2 separate regions of the Capra hircus genome follow, and region 2 is linked to region 1. Evidence: chromatin contacts called from public Hi-C data. All regions are on one chromosome and are shown on one strand. The core of a region is the stretch at or near the end of the contact, and the rest is flanking DNA. Distances in the headings are between cores, read along the strand shown. Region 1 holds the start of TOR3A (torsin-3A). Region 2 holds the start of AXDND1 (axonemal dynein light chain domain-containing protein 1).

What was found. A called contact is a pair of places that touch in the nucleus more often than the background predicts.
Region 2: a contact with region 1 is called in a Hi-C map of blood, with 2.7 times the contacts expected there. The contact joins the promoter of AXDND1 here to the promoter of TOR3A in region 1. A contact is called at or near these places in 3 of 5 Hi-C or Micro-C datasets (blood and liver).

The regions. Positions count from the first base shown.
Region 1 is chr16:59,025,408-59,028,426 of ARS1.2, forward strand. It overlaps TOR3A (torsin-3A), which reads left to right and starts at 1,619. Exons shown (of 6, transcript XM_018060653.1): 1 at 1,619-1,966. The coding sequence starts at 1,699.
Region 2 is chr16:59,275,845-59,278,863 of ARS1.2, forward strand. It overlaps AXDND1 (axonemal dynein light chain domain-containing protein 1), which reads left to right and starts at 1,424. Exons shown (of 26, transcript XM_018060656.1): 1 at 1,424-1,461; 2 at 1,798-1,990. The coding sequence starts at 1,912.

The sequences.
Region 1 (3,019 bases), core at 369-2,868:
AAATGATTTTTAGCAGCTCTCATTTTATAAAATAGAGACAAGTATGGTCATAACCACTGATTTAGCATGGGTGAGTTTTGTAAGATAAGCTGCTTTGTAAGTCCCAGGAATTAAGAGAATAAAGTTAACAGTTGTAAAGATTGTTTTCAAGGCCGATACTGCTGTTGATGGCCTGCAGCAGGTGGGGAGGTTGTCTATTGCAAAGCTAGGTTCCATCCAGATGACCTCACTGAAGGTGCTCTGTGCCCTTTTGCTCTTTGAAAGTGTTTGCTAAAATGCATATTCTGATTGAGTAGGTTTGGGCCTGAGTTTGCATTTCTAACAAGCTTCAGGGCAGTACCAAAGCCAATGGTTCTTGGGCTATTCTAGAGTAGGGTTGAGTTTGCTTGCTAAGGAAACACAGCTGCCTGTAGTTTTCACAAGAGCCACTAGATGTCTCCGTCATCCATGAGATCTTGGATCTCCAAGCCCTGAGAATGAAATAGCAAATTTACTGAAAATAGAGGCTTACCCATGAACTGGTGTTTGGATTCATTGTTTCTACCTGAGACTGACTTTGGTTGAAAAAAAAAAACGTTGAGTCTTTTAGGAGAAAGATGTCTTGAAATCAAATTGTCCAAGAACTTCCAAGAGACCTGCTTTATTTATACTGTGAAATGAAATCTCAAATATTATCAGTTAACCCTCCATGAAAGTTACCAGTAGAGAATTATTTCCACAGTCTTAAAACTTGAATTTTTTTTTTTTAAAGAAACCAAGGTAAATACTAGTCATTTTATCAGCATGAATTCACCAGTTTCTTCCAGGACAAGATGGCTCTTAGGTCAGTAGCTTCAATAACTCAGGTGATCTTTGGAAAAAAATGCAGTAAGCAGTTGGGAAATCCAGCAAGCTTGTTACATGCTCACGTTACGGAGAAGAGAGGCCCAGAGGTCTTCTGCCAGCGGTGTCTTGAAGAGCTGTTCAGTCACAAGCATTTCAAAATTGCAAATTTAAGCCCAGAAAGTGCATTCAGTACTCAGCCTAGCTTGTTTTCAACACGCTGTGATTACATTGACTTGAGACCTCGTGGTTTTTCCATGACTCTCCCAAATCGAAATATCTCCAGTCTGGAGCCCATTAGCTTCCCCAGCTGTGGAAACCTGCTGACTGCTTGCTGCTCTGTTTCATTTCCCTCTGTAGCGAAGCCAGACCCAGGGCTCACTTCCCCTGGCTAACTCAAGCTCCCGGTGAGACGGTTGCCCGGTTTCATTTAACAGGTTGGCAGGAAGTTGATCTGCAGACACAGGACAGGGCACCAGTGGGAGCCCGTATTTCGTAGCCCTCAGGCGGGCCACCGGAGCCGAACGAAAGTAACTGGGTGATTGACAGTGGCCATTTCAAGGCCTGACTTCAACTCCTTTGCAACCACGATCACCCAGAATAGACTGCTGCCTGGCAGCGAGGCCCCAGTCGGCTGGGCGGCGCCTGCAAGTGGCCTCGGGTTGCAGTCTCAAGAACCACTCGGTTTCGGTTCCGGGCGGAACCGGTCTCGTCCCTGGGTCACCTGGGAGAAGAGCTCGGCCCGCCTGCAGTTCCCATGGCAACGCCAATCCCCGGCCAATCCGGGCCTCGGAAGTACGGGCGCCCGCCCTCAGGCCGGGACCCTGAAAGGGCCGGGAAGGCCCAGTGGTGGAGGGACCTGCTGCCGGCCTGGTCATGCTCGGGGGCACAGAGCGTCTGCTCTGGCTCCTGCTTCTGTCGCTGCTGCTGCCGCCCCCGAGTGCGTGGGGACACGGCGGCCAGGCAAGGCCGAGGGAGGGGACCGAGGAGGCAGGCTCGGCCGGGGCTTGGCTGGCCTTCAAGGGCCTGCGGGAACGACTGAGGGCGGCCGGCGCGCTCTCCAGACGCTACTGGGCTCTCTTCAGCTGCCGCGTGTGGCCTGAGGGCTGTGGGAAGGATGAGGAGGCGTCGGCGCGGCCCCCGGGTAAGACCCTCGGGCTCAGGAGGGCGGGAGCGGGCGGGAGGGATGCGGGAGGCCCGCTGGGATCCGGCCGCGGCATTCCGAGCCTCGCGCCTGTCCCGGGCCGTCGCGATCGGCAGACGAGCGCCTTAGCCAACGGCTCTGCTCTTCCGCCCAGCCTTTAGGCCGAGCTAAGAGCGGGGCAGCCTCTTCGGAACCAGGAACCCTCATCACTGCCGCTGGCGCTGCGTCCTTGTGCAGACGAGCGGTCCTGGCTGCACTCCCCGCCCGTTCCTGGCTCCTCCAGACACGGCTTACAGGTCCCTGCTGTCTCCGAACCTGCCCTGCCATTATTCCAAGGAGCTGCTCTTGCCCACATTCTTGATGACTTAGGAAAATCCCCAGTTGGGCACTCCCCCCAAGTACCTTGTCGTCCTCCTCAGCTGCTTACAGAAGCTGAAGCTGGGCTACCAGTCCCCCAGACCTGAGTTCTGATTTATTCTCTGTCACTGATAAATTGTGAGGCAGGGTCGTCAAATCAATGTCCTGGCCCTGGTGGTCTCAGACTCCTTGCAGTAGATGTCGTTAACTCTAGGTTCTGTAGTGATAATCCTGCAGTAGTGCTAGAAACATCTTTCATTTAAATTAAAAGTTCTTTTTTGGGGGGTGGAGAGGAGAGCAGGGCCTCCAGACATGAGGGATCTTAGTTCCCCAACCAGGGATCCAACCTATGCTTCCTGCATTGGAAGTACAGAGTCTTAACCACTGGACTACCAGGGAAGTCCCTAAATCAAAAGTTCTAAATTCCAGTGAATGGTTTTTGTTTTGTTTTTGCCAGTGCTCAGTATATTCAAATTGACATCTGATAGAAGAATGGAGCCTGGCTGGCTACCGTCCATGGGGTTACAACTTAGCGACTTAACAGCAGCAAAAGAATTGAGACACTTGGGGTTGGCCGTGATCAGATGATTCTGCAATCCAGAGCAAGTAGGAAGCATGGTAATCACGTTACTGTTTGTCTCCCCCGGAGACCGCAAACTCCTTGCAGGCAGGGCCTGGGTAACTTACACTTTGGCA
Region 2 (3,019 bases), core at 174-2,673, 250 kb after region 1:
CTAACAGCTTCATCTAAATGCAGGGATGCTCCAGCACTACTTAGCATTAAGATTCCGTCTTAATACAAAGTGATCCTGAATCTGGGCCGCAGAATTCCAAGGCCTTCCAGGGGACAGATCCCACCCCACATCCCCTGCCTCCTGTTTGCAGAAAAGCTTTAGCCTTCTAGGCCTTCTCCACGTTCCAAAGAGCAAATTCAGAGAAGTGAGAACACTTAGAAACAAAACAAGTAAGATAAAATAACAGTTTAAGCAAGTCAGGGACGCTTAGTTCCTACTCAAAGGCTATAGATAAATATTCTGAGCCATATCCTCCAGTTGTTTTACAGATAGTAACCCCACCACCAGTCGGAAGACACTGACTGAATGCTCTTGAAAGCACATAGACCCCAGACTGTTTGGAATAGTAAGGTTGATGTTGACTCCTGAAATAACACCTGGTTAACTCACCACTAATCCGCAATCAAGCTGTCAAAATGTCTACAAGCTAATCAGGTGCCTGTGGCCAGTTTCTCACCTTGCTTTTAAAAGCGCCTCACTGACAGCCATCAGGGAATTCTGGTCTTTAGAGCCTGCTCTCCTTGCTTAGCACCTTGCGATAAAGTGTATTTTCCTTTATCATAATCAGATGGCAGTTGGCTTTGCTGTGGGTCGGGTACAGCAGAGCCGATAATGGTGGTGTTGAGAGGGGGTTTTCACCTCTGTTTCAATGTATTTATCACATAACTTCCTGTGAACATGTTTTTAAGCAGTAAGACCCAACGATTTGATCGGGTTGTCTCTGCCTCAGGTGCAATTTCCCCACCGACCTCCAGCTAAAAATTTCTGTACCTAGGAATGCCTTCCGCCCGCAGGGAAAATGGGGGTAGAGGTTGGGGTATGAGGGGCGCGGGCGCAAGTGGCTCTTAAGTATCCAAGGAAGATTCAATGGAAATGCCAAGGACAGAGGCAGCATCCGCAATACTGCCTCAGTTGATAGGATTGATGGGAACTCAATACTTGTTGATCACCCCATTTCCCCCTGAATTTGGCTTGTGGAAAAACAGAGGAAACAAAAAAGTGGAATGAAGGGATGGCGAAACACTCGCTCGAGTCGGACTCCGCCTTTGGTCCCAAGGTGGGAGAGTGGGGAGGTAGAGGGGGTGGGGGTGCGACACTGGCTAGCGCCTGCGCCCTGGCGCCCACCTGTTTCGGAAGCCCTGGGATCCAGACACTTTCTGACTCCGTAACAACGGCTCGATTAAACGTTTTATTCTTCATGCAACTGAAAGTGTGTTATGATTTAAAACATCCGATCCCCGAGAGACTGTTTCTTAGCCGTCTCCGTCGTCCGCCGGCACCGCCGAAGGCAGCCGCCATTGAGGGTTGCCAAGGCGCGGGGTCCTGGGTTTCCATGACAACACGAAGGCGTCCGGGGAAAGGCGTGGCGACAAGATGTCTGGCGGGAAACACAATTTACGGGTACGGGTTGCAAGTGTCCGTTTCCCATCACTTCTGACGGCAGAAACGAGGTCGAGTTCTGCCCGACCTCGAGTCGGTGAAGCTGCGAGCGCGAGGGCGGCCTGTGGGGAAGCCAGGGGCGCCCTTAGGTGGTGCCGGTGGTCGGAGGGGTGGGCCCAGCGTGTCCTTCCCGGCCTGGGCCCAGGTATTTTAGTTGCATCAGATATCTTGGGAGAGCCCAGAAATCTCCCCAAAGAAAACCCAAGGTAGATAAATTGTAAACTCCAAATTTAGCATGAACACTAAACGGGTATCCCTCCCTCCCTTCCCTTCTATGTCTCTCTTTTTTCCCTGCAGGTCTGTGTTGCAACTCTGCCAAATCCCAGTACTGCATGCTGGTGATAGGTTTGTAGATTAGCTTTCCAGAGGGGTATTTCAACTGCTTACAGAGAGTGCTAGGCATTGCTTATAATGTCACTCCCGAAAACACCCTCCGCGTCAACACCTGAGGGCAAAAACTTGAAAATCTCTGCATCCAAGGAAGAGACAGGTAACGTTCGTCAAGGCATAAGTAATCATGACCATAATCATAAATCACAACCATTCACTTTTTTCCTTAATCTGAGATTTCAGATGCTTTAATTAGTTTTGTTTTACTAATATACTTGTTTAAATAAAATAAAAAGCCTTGCCTTTTATAATATTTTGCAGTCCTACTCCGCGTAAGGATTGTAATTTTTTTTTTCAAATGCTGATGAGTTTTATGTTGTTCTAAATTCAACCTATTTTAAGTACCAGTGGTGGTTTGAAACAGTACTTTCTGGGTTTTGGGGGGTTTTTCTTTGTTAAGGAACTAGTTTGTATCAGTTCAGTTCAGTTCAGTCGCTCAGTTCTGTCCGACTATTTGGGAAGCCATGAACCACAGCACACCGGGCCTCCCTGTCCATCACCAACTCCCGGAGTTCATTCAAACTCACGTCCATCGAGTCAGTGATGCCATCCAGCCATCTCATCCTCTGTCGTTCCCTTCTCCTGCCCCCAATCCCTCCCAGCATCAAAGTCTTCTCCAATGAGTCAACTCTTCTCATGAGGTGGCCAAAGTACTGGAGTTTCAGCTTTAGCATCATTCCTTCCAAAGAAATCCCAGGACTGATCTCCTTTAGAATGGACTGGTTGGATCTCCTTGTAGTCCAAGGGACTCTCAAGAGTCTTCTCAAGAATTTGTATCAGGTTTTAGTAATTACTCTGAATGAAGGTGCTTACATAAGATTTTCATTCATATATAGACGTGCAGATCTGTTCTAGAATAAGAATCTGCCAGACTCATTTCTCCCCTTGTTATGTTAAAGGCTCCTCCAGCTCACCTACATCTTGTTTTTAGGAGAGACTCTGCTAAAATCCACTTACCTTTTTTTTTTTTTTCTTATTCTGATATTCTGACTCCATCCCAAACTCGCAAGAGGTAAAGATTTGGTAATGTGAACTTCAGGTGTTCTGATGGTCAATAAAGCATAATACATCCTTACAAAAATTAAACCATGCTATGTGAGAAGCATAGATTAGTGGAGAGTTCTTTAAG